Regions from separate parts of the Zea mays genome. Here region 2 is linked to region 1. The links are chromatin contacts, called in public Hi-C maps. All regions are on one chromosome and are shown on one strand. Each heading gives the region's core, a stretch centred on a gene start, on an enhancer-like site or on the middle of the called end of the contact. The rest is flanking DNA. Distances are from core to core; before and after follow the strand shown.

The links. A called contact is a pair of places that touch in the nucleus more often than the background predicts.
Region 2: a Hi-C map of ear shows a contact between it and region 1, with 1.7 times the contacts expected there. The contact joins the promoter of LOC100285651 here to the promoter of LOC100381829 in region 1. A contact is called at or near these places in 3 of 25 Hi-C or Micro-C datasets (ear, endosperm and tassel).

Annotation. Positions count from the first base shown.
Region 1 is chr8:177,356,239-177,363,821 of Zm-B73-REFERENCE-NAM-5.0, reverse strand. It overlaps LOC100381829, which reads right to left and starts at 4,741. Exons shown (of 3, transcript NM_001358095.1): 1 at 4,340-4,741; 2 at 3,898-4,181; 3 at 3,182-3,794. The coding sequence starts at 4,538. The coding sequence ends at 3,351. LOC103636559 (pentatricopeptide repeat-containing protein At5g15010, mitochondrial) reads left to right here and starts at 477. Exons shown (of 1, transcript XM_008658911.4): 1 at 477-2,709. The coding sequence starts at 744. The coding sequence ends at 2,303.
Region 2 is chr8:177,676,617-177,684,199 of Zm-B73-REFERENCE-NAM-5.0, reverse strand. It overlaps LOC100285651 (transcription factor GAMYB), which reads left to right and starts at 4,494. Exons shown (of 5, transcript NM_001254909.2): 1 at 4,494-4,719; 2 at 5,216-5,351; 3 at 5,501-5,917; 4 at 6,689-7,583. The coding sequence starts at 5,528.

The sequences.
Region 1 (7,583 bases), core at 3,492-5,991:
TCTGTCAGACTGGTCAGTGGAGCGGTGGAGTGACAGCGGTCACTTCGGCTCTGCCGGGGGGCGCGTGTCAGGATAAAGGTGTCAGGCCACCTTTGCGTTAAATGCTCCTGCAACTTGGTCAGTCGGTGTGGCGATTTAGTCAGGGTTGCTTCTGAGCGAAGCCAAGGCCTCGGGCGAGCCGGTGGTGTGTCCGCCGTTAAAAGGGGGGCCTCGGGCGAGACGGAAGTCTCTCGAGGTCGGCTGCCCTCGGCCGAGGCTAGGCTCGGGTGAAGCGTGATCGAGTCACTCGTGTGGACTGATCCCTGACTTAATCGTACCCATCAGGCCTTTGCAGCTTTATGCTAATGGGGGTTACCAGCTGAGAATTAGGCGTCTTGGGGGTACCTCTAATTATGGTCCCCGACACATGTGTACCGAGTTTGTTTATAAATACTGATACTACATATTCTCACAATAGCTATGGAACATCTCACCCAGTAGGATACCTCCAAGATTAGACATTGCAGGAACAACTGCTAAAACAGTTATCTCACTGGGCCTCCTGCCTCCTGCCATCATGTGGTGGAAAAGAGCAACAGCCTCTGCATGAGACAACATTCCTACAGTGCATCTGATCAAACACAAGTCTCGCATACTCAATCTCACCCCATCAAATGAGTTCCACGTAAATACGTTCTTCACCGGCATTTCATCAAACGCCTTCTTCGCTCTTCGACAAGCGGGCGGCCGCCAGTTCCTCCTCGATGTGGCGCAGACTCCTCGCGAGAGCGATCCCACTCGCCCCCGCCTCCTCTGGCTTCCCCAAACCGCTAAGCCCCCTCCTCCACATCGGTGGACCGCGCCTAACCACCTCTTCCGGGGACCCCGTCGCGGACGGTGGCATCGGCGGCGAAGATGACCCTTTCTGCTTCCCGGACCACTACTACGAGCAGCTCCCGCCCGATGTCGCCCGGGGAGTGGACGCCGTCGTAGCAGCTGCCGAGGCCACCGGCTCCAATGCCACGGACGCCGCGCGGGCCCTCGACGGGTGCGGCGCCGAGGCGTCCGAGCCGCTCGTGGTGGCCTCGCTGGCGCGCCTCCGGAACAGCTGCGCCGCCGCCCATGCCGCGTTCCGGTGGGCCGCCGCGCAGCCCGGGTACGCGCCGGGCCGGCGCGCGTGCCACTCCATGCTCGACATCCTCGCCAAGCACCGCCGCTTCGACGCCGCGCGCGCCCTGCTCGACGAAATGCGCCGCGCGTCCACGGCGTCTCCGGCCGCGGTACTGCTCCTCGTCCGGCGCCACTGCGCCGCGAGGGACGTCGCGGGCGCCGTCGCCGCCTTCCGAGCGCTCCCGAGCTTCGGGTTCCACACCGGCGCCGCCGAGTTCCATGGCCTCCTGAGCGCGCTTTGCCGGTACAAGAACGTGCAGGACGCGGAGAATTTGCTGATATCCTGGCAGAAGGAGTTCCCCTTCGAGACCAAGAGCTTCAACATCGTCCTCAACGGATGGTGCAACATTGTCTGCAGCGTGCGGGAGGCGAAGAGGTTCTGGAGCTCCATGGAGAGAAAGGGCATTGCCAGGGATGTTCTGTCCTATGGGAGCATGATCTCCTGCTTCTCAAAGGCCGGGAGCCTCGACTCAGTCATGAAACTCTTCAACCGCATGAACGAGGCTGGCGTTGCTCCAGATCGGAAAGTGTACAATGCTATTGTGTTCGCCCTGGCCAAGGGACGGTGCGTGAAGGAGGCGAAGATGCTTGTCAGGAGTATGGAGGAGAAGCAGGTTGCCCCAGACACGGCCACTTTTAACTCTCTCATCGGCCCTCTGTGCAAGGCTCGTCAGTTTCAGGAGGCAATGGAAATGTTCGATGCTATGTTACAGAGAAAGCTGTCTCCTTCAGTAAGGACTTTCCATGCACTGCTTAATGTGGCTAGGAACTCCACCGAAGTTTTTGATCTCTTGGATAAGATGAAACAGTTGCGATGTGAGCCAGAGATGGACACTTACATCATGTTGATCAGAAAGTTCTGCCGGTGGAGAGAGCACGAGAGTGTGGAAAAGCTGTGGAGTGCAATGCCTGCAAATGGCCTGAGCCCTGACCGGAGCGCGTACATTGTATTGATACATGGTTTATTCCTAAACGGAAGACTAGAGGAGGCAGCAAGGTATTATGAAGAGATGAAAAGTAAGGGCTTTTTACCAGAGAAAAAGACTGAAGAAATGGTAATGGCTTGGCTTGAAGGCAGAGAGCTTGCCAAGGCATCAGTTATTAGCTCCAAGGGTGGTCGTGGTCCAGTGTCTCTCAAACTTCCCAAGAAGTGACAAGTTTAAGGTTTAGGGTACGATAAAGTTCAAGAATGAAATGAAACGAAACGATATATGACGGCGCTTATTGTTATTCCTGTAGAACTGCTAAAGTTCAAGAGATATTTTGCTACACAGAAAACGGGGGTTATCCCTAAACCTAATCTTTTGGTTGTCACCTCGTGGCTATCCTCTAATCTTTTGGTTGTCACCTCGTGGCTATCCTGTGGCTTGAGTAGTAAATCAATGATGCCTAAGAGCCGTTGGCTTATATTTATCAGATTACTGATAACATGGTCTAAGTCAACGAGCTTATCCTTGTACGGTCTGACCATTGTACCATATCCTTAGATATGCCGATGCTGATTGCAAGTGGCTCAAGTATTCATGTCATTTTCATGGTACGGATCCAATCCACCATCAAGTGTCAGTGCAATAACTCAGATGGATCATGACGTGGCGGCTACCGATGAGGCTAGCGTTTTTCATTTGAGGAACGCAACAACAGTCGAATGGACACTTTGACAGTCCCGGTTTGAGAAATAGATTTGGTTGGTTCAATATCACTTCATCCCACTATATAATCATGCGATTTTATCCATCCACTCAATGAAGGTTTTTTTTTCTTTCTAAAACGCGCATCAGAGCTGCGTGTCGTTTCGTTGATAGATAGAAAAATATCTGAATTCATAGAAAGACAGGGAAAAAAAGTCAAGCCGATTCCATTCACTGAATGCTACTCCTACCATTTCATCATCTTGAAACAACTGTACGAATATATACCAGAATAAAGATGAAATGTCCTAGACCAATCTCGGTTCAGGCCGACCATTTGAAATATGAGAACTGTAATTCTGTACTAGTTTCTTCAAGTAGTGCAAAGGGAGATGGATTTTCCTTTTGGTATATTACCAAGCACACAATTTAACAAATGAATAACCCTTACAAGACTACCAGCAACAGTTGCAGAATTCAGACCCTCCAAATTTTAAACCTGCTGTTCCTAGCCAGTCTAACCACTCCTACGCCCAAGATCATCTCTTCCCCCTTCCATCACAGCAACTCTCAGAACGGAGGCAAGATGGTCTGCCACATCTTCGTCGACGGCGAGCTCATAGACTGCAAGTAGCCATGGCCTTGCCCAGCTGCCAGATTCATCGTCTGAACAGGGTTCGGATTCAACACATGGGTCACGTTGTAGGGTGCCTGTAGATCATCCAGATTCAGGTCGGTAAACCAATAGTTGTCCTCCTTCACCGTCCTCGCCACGCTGCCAATGCCGTTCCTCATGGTCATGGTCTGCCCGTGCACCATGTTACCGAAGCCGTTCTGCATGCCGAAGGCATTGTTGTCGATGTCCGAGTCGTGCGTCTGGAAGCTGTCAGACATGGAATCCTCCGCTGCGCCCTGCTGGTGACGGAACGGCGCCGCCGCCTCCGGCTCCTCAGCCTTCACCTTCTCCCAATTGTTTTTCTTGTTGTACAGCCGGCACAACACCCACTCATCCAACTGCAAGAACAACGCAAAGACGTAAGCGCACTGAACGCAGCGGCTGCAGCGCCATGGCTCGCCACGGAATGCAACTGGCGGGATGAAACGGCCACACACGCACCTTCCGTGAGCCCTTCTTGCCCGGCGCACGGTCCGCGTCCGCGAGGCGGTACTCATGCATGATCCAGTCGGTCTTGAATCCCCTGGGCGCCTTGCCGGAGTAGAAGACGAGAGCCTTCTTGATTCCTGCCGCCCCGCCACCGCCCTTGGGCGCGATCGGCTTGTCCGCGCCCGTTGCCTTCCAATACCCCCTCCCGGCGGCGCGGTTGGGGCGCGAGCCGTTTGGGTACTTGCGGTCCCGCGGCGTGAAGAAGTACCACTCCTTGCGGCCAAACAGCGCCTTCTCTGGAGGGAAAGGAACCAGAGCGGCACAGAGCCAAGTTAGAAATTCCGTCCGGGGTTTGGATGAATGGATCGACGAGAAGATTGTTCTTTTAGTAAAACAAGAAAATGTTTTGTTTGCAACAGCATGAGTGAGCAGGGGAAGAAAGAAGAGCACGCACCTGGAAGATCCCACGGGTCGAATTTGTAAAGGTCGACCTCGGCGATGATGGGCACGGGCAGCTGCTGACACGCCACCTTCCTGCAGAGGTAGTGCACCACCAGCTCCTCATCGGTGGGATGGAACCGGAACCCCGGCGGCAGGTTGAGCTCCGCCTCGGCGTCCCTCCGGCCGCCTCCCTGCGCCGCCACCATTGCCATACCCCCTCCTCCTCCTCGTCGTCGTCACAGAAATTCCCGGCAGGCGGCTGGATAGATGGGTCGCTCGCTCGCTCGAACCAGGTTCCAGAGACCACCACGTCGGCTCCCTCGTGCTCGGTTTCGAAAGGCGGCTGGCTGGCTGGCAGCCAGATAAATAAATAGAATCGCGTTGTCCGTGGAGAGCTGCCTGTTTCCTTGCCTCCTTGGCCACCAAGGCGAATGGAGGGTCTCGGAGCGCGTTTATATGGGCTGCGCTGCGTAGCCCAGCTCGTGCCGCCTCGCGCGGTCCAGGCGTGGCGTGGCCCCGTGCCCTCCTCCGGATGAGGATGGGGGCGACGCTGCCGCGAAGGTTCCCGCGTGGAAAAGGCTCTGACCCTGTCCTGTCCACTCCACCGCCGTTGGTGGCCTGCCTGGCCGACGACGGCTGCAGCCCACGCGCGACGCCCAACTCCCGCAAGGGTCAAAAGCTTGTCGAGGGGATCTCGCCAGTTTCCATCCGGGAAATGTACTAAAATCCGAGCGAGCGATCTCGGCGAATGGGACGCCCCGGTCGTCATCGTGAAAGCTCTCCGTGGTTTTGACTGCGTAGCAGTGGGCGATGGGCTCGGCGCGCGCCAAGGGCCGGTGGCGGCGCCGCCACGTGCGCATTGTGCCGCCGCCGCCGCCGCCGCCGCCGCTGTTCCGGGCATGAAGGCCCTGGCTTTCTCGTCCTCCAAGGACTGTTTTGATCTGCAGGTTTGGTGCTCGGCATTACTGCGTCCAGTTCCAGTTCCAGTCTATGGAAAAATTAGGGAAAGTGCCTTGATTTGAATTGACAAAATCGCACCACGTCTTCCGATCGATGAACAGCTAAGATTCAAAACGTGCTGTGAGCAGTGAGCGACGTGTGTGTTTCAGTCGGTATCAATGCGATCACGACAGATGCTACTGTTTCGCCTGTCAACTGCTGGCTTTCACACGCATCTCAGGCGCAGGATCCTCTGCCTGTCGACAACAAAGGATATGCTTGGAATATATTTTTTTTTTAAAAAAAGTTCAGAAGCCAAGCCAGCATATATATATGTACACACTGCTTTCCAATCTATAGCTTGCCCCGTTCGTTCGTTCATACGAGGATGGATGATGGTCTCATGCGTCCACTTTTATTTATTATTAATAAACAGCTTAGATAAAGAGAAGTCGGCATTCAGCAGGTGGTGCCGATGAACCAGCTTGGTGCTTGCCTCCTGCACTGGTTGGTCCTGGTCCTGGATGCATGCTATCCTGTTCCTGTCCAGGTGCGTTCAACCTTGCCCGGGTCCGGGTGCGGTGCGCCGGCGGGGGCCCGCTCCCGCTCTAGCTCGTCGTCGTCAACATCCGATGCGTTTTCCTTAAATTCCTCCTGCCATGGACTACCACTATACATGCTATATGCTATGAACTACGTGTGTCTCCATATCTAGTTGAAAAAAAAGACACTGGAAAAACGGGGTCCGTCAGAAAGCGGTTTCTCCACTATGTTTGTCTGTTCCTTTAAGTAAAAAGGAGAACATTGTGTTTGCCTGTAGTTAGTTTTTACTTAACTATGATCAATTATATAGTTTAAAAGTGCCCCGCATGCAACTGAGCTTTTCCCGACCAGAACGTGTGCGCGGTCTGAAGAAATTAGCTTGTTTTGGCTGTAGTTTATTGTGAAGTTGAAGTGTACTTTAGTTTTATCGCCAATCAAATTAGAGAATGTAATGGAATTAATTTGACGACGTCCCATATGTTAATGCTTTTTGTATACACTTTGGTGAATTAGAGAAATTCGACTTATAACAAATCTAAAGCGAAGAACGGTAAGAGTAGTTATTATATGGCAATCTAATTTAGATTTGAGTGTACATTATATTGTCGGAAAGAATGTACAAATTTCATGGTTTATTGATTTAAAACGAATTAATTAGAAGCCATCTACTTTTTATTCTATTATTTTTAGAAAATGCATATGCTCCCTGAGTTTTTTTAGGTGACGCATTAAGTTTGTTGTAAGTAAAACATTTTTTATCTTTCATAAATATTTTTTAAAAAACGTTATTTAAGTTCATGGCATATATGGTTTATATTTTTAGATCCACTACGAGAAATATTTTTATAATCTACAATCATATATTATGAGATTATAAAGTTTTTTTTGGAAGTTATGGTCAAAGATTGCAATATTTAACTTACGATAAATATAATGTGATATTAAAAAAAGATAATGCTTAAACTACCTTTGAAATCAGCCAAGAGCCAAAGTTGTCTTGGTTACTAGGCTATACATATCTCCTTCTAGAGTTGATTGCTAAATCTAGACTTCAACAAAAAAAAACAAGGACTAAAAATATCCTCCCTTCGTTTCCAAAATATTATTCATTTTAGCTCTTGGTTTTTATGTCTTTATTCAAATTGTTGAAGATAAATCTAGACATATATATAAAATATATACATCGAATATTCATATTAATTAAGTAAAACGAGTTTTAATTTGAGACGGAGGTAGTACTGTTTTTCTAAGATTAATGGCACACAAATCATGTGTTAGAGCAGCTCTAGTAGTTATGGAAACAACTTCCTGAATCATACATTTAAGAAGATGTTAAAAAAACACCTCTCAAGCGGATGTGTAAACCAACTTTGCAAATGTACAAAGTTCGGATGTGTAAACCAACTTTGCAAATGTACAAAGTTCCTACCTAGCTCAATTTAGTCCCTGCGTTTAGGAACATAGAACTACTCCCGAAATACACTTCTACGCCATTTTTTGACGCAAAAAAAAAACCAAAGCGCGGGCACTGTTCGCGCCTCTCCATCAACCTCGGTATCTTTTCCCTTCCCCCAACTGCGCATGTACAAATTCACCAGAGCTGCTGCGAACCCACACCCTGCGGCTGGAATGGAGCTAGAAAAAAGTTTAGAAGTAATTAAAGTAAACTGTTGTAGTATAAAAATCTTTTTTATATTATGTACACTTTAGATTAGGAAAGTGTGGTGGCTGTAGAGATCGGAAGCGGTAGAGAGGCCTCGACCCCCGCTCGACCC
Region 2 (7,583 bases), core at 3,245-5,744, 320 kb before region 1:
ACTTCAACGTTTGACGTGATTTAGAGGATTGAGTGAACCTATACGAGCATCTCCAGCAAGATGCTCTATAAAAATCCCTAGTAATCTAAAACGATCATGTTTTAGAGGATTGAGTGGACTAACAAAAAGTTAAGCTGCAACAATAAAGCCTTATATCAGTTTATTGTAACAGAAAACTAGTTCCCGGTGGGCGCGCGGGCGAGAGAATACCATAGTTTCGAGCACCGAGAACGAGAGAAAGGTGTCATCAAGGTTAAATTCGTTTGGATTTTTGTACATGGGGTGTAGTATATTTGTGGCAGGTGCCCTATACTTTTTTTTTTACATTTTTTTTTGCAAATTGAGGCATTGTTGGAACCGTTTTTTCTAGATTGTGCCCTATATTTTTATATGTGACATCAATTTAAGTCACCATTAGAGATGCTCTTTACATAGTACATAAACAATTAGGCCCTGTTTGGGAACACAGTTTTTCCAAACTACAGTCTTTCAAATACTAAAGTATACTTTAGTCATGACATTACTACAGTTTACAATACTTCGGTTTTCGAATACAACAATATCCAATACATCAAGGTGTTTGGGAAAAACTTTGGTTGAGACCAATCAGCTAGAGCGGGACCCAGCTGGCGCTATCTTTACAGAGAAAAACTTTGGCTGAGACCAAAGTTTCCAAAACTGCAAAACAAGTGCAGTATTTACAATACTACAGTTTAGTATACAGAGATTTCAGATGAGTTGCCAAACACCTCAAAGTATATAATACCACAGTATTGCTTCAATACTGCAGAAAAACTTTGTTTCCAAACACCCTCTTACAGGTAAGACACACGTTGGACCGAGTCTTGACTTGACTACTTGGGTATGGAATTCGAGGGAGTCCACATCATGGATGGAGCGAAACATAATTTCAAAGAGTTATAGACATGTGCACGTGTGTGTATCACCTTAATGTGGCGTGCATGAATACATCATGTAGCATTTTATGTCGTCTGCTACCCGTAACACATGCCATGATGCCAAGCGAGTAAGCGTGTTGTGCTGTGCAAGAGCACGCAAATTGTACCTGTATTTCAAAAACCTTGCATAAATTGGATTCATATTCTTTCCCCCGCTCGTGCCCACATGTCATGATATTTTTTTTTAAAACGATCCTTTCATCCTCTGCTATATTTTCAACTGCACTCTCTCATCTTCATCAACGTACCGGTTTGCACTTGAGACGCGGACGCACAAATGCACCTTTATTTGAAAAGCCTAACATAAATTGAACACAAACTTTTTTTCCCTGGGAAGTGGCGGCGGATCCAGAACGTGAACACAAACTTTTTTCCCCAGGAAGTGGCGGATCCAGAACGAGCCAATAGAACGGCTATCTACTTCAATTTCCCGTGGTATAGGGCCAACGTCTATTTCTATTTTCTGCTAAAAACATGTACGTGTTCGTGTAAAAATTACTCAACTCTATTTTTCAATATATACCATTTTTGGTAAAGTAGCTCATTTTTTTAAAACTATTTAAGGGGTGTTTGGTTAGAGGGACTAAAGATTAGTCTCTAGTTTTTAGTCTCATTTAGTCCCTTTTTTTTTGCCAAACACTAGGACTAAGGGGGTGTTTGGTTTATAGGGACTAATGTTTAGGGCCTGTTTGTTTACCCCAATAGATTATATAATCTGGATTATTTTTGGAGGATTATATAATCTAGATTATATAATTTGGATTATATAATCTGATTAGTCATGTTTGTTTACCCAGATTATCTGGCGTGTTTCTGTTGGACGGCGGGCTTCTTCGATCCGATATGCGCAAAAACGATTCGGTAGATTATAATGGCAATGGTGGGTAATTTCTAGGAAACTTGAAAGGGTAGTGGGGAAGTGGGAAAAAAATAATCTGAAATAAGCACCTCCTCACTTGCTTATGGATTATCATAATCCAAGGGGTTAGATTATATAATCTGGACAAATAAGCTATACTGTTTGTTTGCCTCTTAGGATTATTTAATCCAGATTATATAATCTGGGGGTAAACAAACAGGCCCTTAGTCCCTTCATTTTGTTCCATTTTAGTATATAAATTGACAAATATAGAAACTAAAATAGATTTTATAACTAAAGTGGAATAAAAGGTAGGGACTAAAAATTAGTCCCTAGAAACCAAACACCCCTAAAATATGAACTAAAATGATTTAGTCTTTAGTCCTTCACATATATGCTAAAAGGGACTAAACCATATTAATTCCACGTTTATCCCTCATTTAGTTTAATTGTACTAATAGCAGGAGAATATTAAATGCTATTTTAGTCTTTTTATGAGTCATTTAGTATATTCGTACTATTTTTAGCCCCTAGAACCAAACATGTTTGGGACTAAACTTTAGTCCTCTAACTAAACTTTAGTCCCTATACTAAAGAAACCAAACATAGCCTTAGATCCATCTAAAATATCATGGATCTAGAAAAGTAGAGTCAGCAGATATATTATTCCAACAAAACCTACAAACATGTTTAGTATATAAAACTTGGCTATGTTTGCTGTCTAACATTAGACGAACACATACCACAACACACACGCGTGTGCGTCTATTACACACAGTAGGAATGGATTGAGAGGTATAGACCTCTAGTGCGTGGAAAACACACAATAACATTTAACACGCATGCGTGTGTATACCCTATATCTAGACCTAGACACAACAGAAGATATGACATGTTTGGTTTGATGTCCTGCCACGTCTAATGTTAGACAAGTTTAATCAAGTTAGACAAATATTTGGTTTGTAGCTAAAATTGTGGCAAGATTTTTTTCCCTTCCACATATGTTCTAGCCATCAATAATTTATAAAAGTGTGCCAAGTTTCTCTTAGTCATGATAAAGTGTGACACGGAATTTTAACGATAAATGTGGCATAAAATGTATGTCAATTTGTAACACCTTAATTATACAACCAAACAGTCTAAAGTAAGGCACAAGTGTCGATCATGAGGATCAAACGTCCAGCCGCTCGCTCGCATACCAGCGAGCATATCAACTCAGTCCTCCAGTCCGGATCAGACCTAAGCCAAGGATCTTCTGTTGCAGAAGCCAGAAGAGATACGTACGACGGGACAAAATTTTAATTGACCGGAGCATGTGCAGTTCCCCCTCCGGGCCCGGCACGCAGGCGTGAGCCCCCGATCTCCTCACCACGTGCACCTCCCCAATTAGCAGAGGCGCCTCCAATACACGCCAGAGCCAGACACACACAGGGGCCGGCCGGCGGTACATGTTCCCTTGGGGTGGGTTTGGATGGATCGGAGCAGCGACGGTGCGTTTTGCCCCAGAAGCACACACTCGCACCCTGCATGGCTGCATGCAGCGCTAGCGAGCATGCAGCGGTTGACTTGTCGTCCGCAAGAAGTGCCGCGCATGCGCATCGCTATCGTTTTCTTTTTTTTCAGAGCATAGCATAGACAAGGTATACACATCATTTCATCTAGATACTAGGTTCTCCTGCGCACATAAAAAGCGGATTCCATAAATGCCACTCGACTATTTCTTTTCGCAAGTGGGTAAATCCTAAGCAAACCAAAGACTTAACACACAAATTCCGATCCCTTTTTTTTCGCAAAGAAGGGCACGATAGGTCTCCTTTGAAACACAGGAGATTTAAAGGGGGAAACATGAATAGGAAAAAAATATCAGAAAATAGAATGCATGCATTCTCTAATCCTATGGAATTCAAAATCAAATGAATTTGGTGACAGACTTGTTTGGCTACAACACAGGAAAAAAGTAAATGAACTAAGACATTTGATATTTTTTTTTGGAAAACAAACTAGCTATTAGTGGAGGAAGCAGACGAGCAGCGAGAGCGCGACCATGTAAAGCGCCGGAGCGTCTCCTTTTAGCGCCACGAAATTTTCCGTGAGATCTAAACTCCTTTTATTTTTCATGTAGAATCATTTCGGCGTGATTAAATCTTACTAAAGTTTTTCTTCATTTTTCTATCAACCAAAGACGACTTATAGGATTCTTTTTCTTATAAACCAAATCCTTTAAAATTCCTATAAAATCACTTCTACCCGAATGACTATATATATATATATATATATATATATATATATATATATATATATATATATATATATATATATATATATATATATATATATATATATATATATATAGTTCAGGAGCTTTATCAGCTTGTTATTACTCTGGAACAAGGTTTTAAATAACCGGTTATAAAGGTCGATATATCAGCCTTTTTAGCAGCAAAACGCTATGCTATTTATCCGAGGAGCACGAGACACGAACAAAAACAAGAAATAAAAAAATGTACTACTATTCCGCAATAAATAAAATATACGAGAAAAAATAGTTAAAGAAAATAGAGGTGTAGGAGTAGAGAGAGAAAAATAGATGCTCATGCGCCGATGCCCAATAGCATGGCTTCTCTGTACCTTTCATCTTTATATAATCTGCCCTCCAAGCAAATCCCGCAGCCAGTATCTCTTTCTCTTTCTCTCTCTCTCTCTCCTGAAATCTCTCTCTCGCTGACCTGAGAGTTATCCAAATACTCTGGTATGGCGAGATCCCCCTCCTCGGGTTCCCACTCAACTGCTGTATCGTAGTAGTCGACTACTTCCCTGCAATCCGTTGGTCAGCTCACAATAGCAGATGAGTCCATTGGAGGAGTTCGACTAGTCTCCACCGCTGCTGCGAGATTCCGCCAGGTACACCGCTGAATTTCCATTTGGTTTGGGCGTCCAGGTGTGATCTGAGGGGGGTGGGGATGCTGGATTTTGGCCTCCTCCTCACCCTTCTCCGTTCCAATCCTGTCTGAACCTCCGAGAATTGCCGTTCTCCGGACGCGGGGAGTGCTGTTCACGGCATTAGTGCTTTGATCTGTGAACTTTGGCAGACGGAACCTACCTTTTCTCTCTTGCCTTTACCCCGAAATCTCGTGTCAACTGTGGGTCATAGTGATACCGCTGCGGTTGTTTAGAGTTCTTAGACTTATCCACCCCTATACCAGCCGTTAGCTTTGGGTAATCTGCTGTACTCTCCAATGAGAAGTCCTATATTTGAACCCTAAAAATTAATATAAAGTCTAATTTAGAGTGTTTAGGTCTAAAAACATTTGGAACTCCAATATTTAAGTTCTATATCAAGTCATTGGAAAATAATTCATATTTGTGTGGTACCTATGAACATGCACTCGAAGTGAAGATTATAAAACTTCTGCCCGAGCAAAGCGGCCGACCAAGTTACCACAGAGCAAGTCAGCGAGGCGAAATAGGCGACCAAGTCCCAACCGAGTAAGAAAGGGAGACGAAACTGCCGACCAAGTCTCTAGGCCCACAAGGTAGAAACCTGAACCCAATGATATCAATGATATGGGCCCACATCCGCCGCGATGATTTGGTGATTTGGTGATTTCCATCTACTAATAATGCTCTTTTCATGCTAATCCTGCATATAATCCAAATGGTAATCGAACCCTACTTCCACTAGGTTCCGCGCATACCCTGACGGCAAGCCATGTACCGGGTGAAGAGCCAGGCGGAGGGCGAGGGCGAGGGCAAGGACGAGATGATGTCGCAGGACCAGATGGACTCGCCGGTGGACAACGATGTCAGCAGCAGCCGCAGGTCGCCTCGCAGGGGCGTCGGGGCGCCCCTGAAGAAAGGGCCCTGGACGGACGCGGAGGACGCCATCCTGATAGACTACGTTAAGAAGCACGGCGTGGGCAACTGGAACGCGGTGCGGAAGAACACCGAGCTATTGCGCTGCGGCAAGAGCTGCCGCCTCAGGTGGGCGAACCACCTCAGGCCCAACCTCAAGAAGGAGGCCTTCACCCCGGAGGAGGAGCGCCTCATCATCCAGCTCCACGCCAAGCTGGGGAACAAGTGGTCGAGGATGGCTATTCATGTAAGTGCCGTGCCAAATACTTGATTCCATCATGTTCTGCACGCCGGTATTTTGCACGTCTTTAATTGAAGATGTGCATCTCTCTAGTTACTGAGCTAACTTTTCCTATTTTGTGTCACGTACTGGAACTGTAATGATCTGTCCTTGCTTCTTAAAATGCTGCTGTTCTGCAGCAACCTGCTCAAATCCTCCTGGTATAAAAGATTCTGGTCCACGGGTGCTAATTTTCTAGTATCACTCCTGATCTGTGATACCAAGCAATGATCGCTTTCAAATATTTTTTTTAGCTTTGGCTTTCAACTCTATATGGCTTGTCATTGTTACTCTTTTATGGATAAAGACGTAGTTGGTATGACCTGAGATATATTTTTGTATGACCAAGTCGTCGTGCCATTTTTGTTTCCAACATCTAGACCTTATTCATATGGATGATTATGAACCTGACATATATATAGAACACATAAATTAATTATTGTATGAATTTATTTAAAAGGTAAAATGAATTTTAATTTGGAATGGAGAGAGTAATATTTTTTTTTTGCCATTGTGTATGTGCTCGCTACAATTTGGCAAGATATAGATTCTATTCCATTGCAAGATACGCCCAGGCCCCAGTGTCTCCAATTGAAAAATATGCTACTATGTTTTGAAATATTTAATATGCCTTACCTGTGTGCATACGTTCCTAGTGAGTTGCTATGTTTACCCTTAACAATTTGGGCATATATATTTTTCTACACTGACGTCACTAACCATGAACACTCTTCTCAGTTGCCAGGGCGTACTGACAACGAAATAAAAAACTACTGGAACACACGAAAAAAGAGATGTGAACGAGCTAGCCTTCCTATCTATCCTGCTGGTGTACGTAATCAATCTTCAAATGAAGACCAGCAATTGTCTGGTGATTTGAACGGTGGCGAGAACATGTCCAATGATCTTCTATCCGGAAACAGCCTTTGTCTACCAGATTTTAACAATGACAGTTTCCGTGCGAAACTGAAGGCTTTACCACCACAGCTGCCAGCTGTTTCAATAAGCAATTTGCTCGGCCAAAGCTTTGCATCAAAAGGTTGTAGCTTCATGGATCAGGTAGACCAAGCAGGGATGCTGAAACAATCTGGCAGTGCGCTTCCTACATTGAGCGATGCCATTGACGATGTGATTTCCTCGGTTGATCAATTTTCAAATGACTCTGAGAAGCTCATGCAGACTTTAGGTTTTGGTTATCTCAATGAAGCCAACGCTACCAGCAAGAGTATTGCGCCTTTTGGGGTTGCACTTACTGGCAGCCATGCCCCTTTAAATGGTATTTTCTCTGCATCTAGGCTCACAAATGGTCCTTCGAAGATGGAGCCCCCTTCAGTCCAAAATAGCAGGCTCAAGTATACTGTGGATCCTGCAATGCAGCCTACTGAGTTAGTAGATCCTTACATGCAGTCTCTATCAGCGACCCCTTCAGTGAAATCAGAGTGTGCATCGCCGAGAAACAGTGGTCTTTTCGAAGAGCTGCTTCATGAACCTCATGCACTAAGATCTGGGAAGAGCCAACAACCATCGGTCCGAAGTTCAAGTTCTTCTGCTGGCACACCTTATGGGACTATGGTTAGCTCAGAATTTGATATGGGTCAGGAATATTGGGAAGAACAGCCCGGTTCTCTCCTCA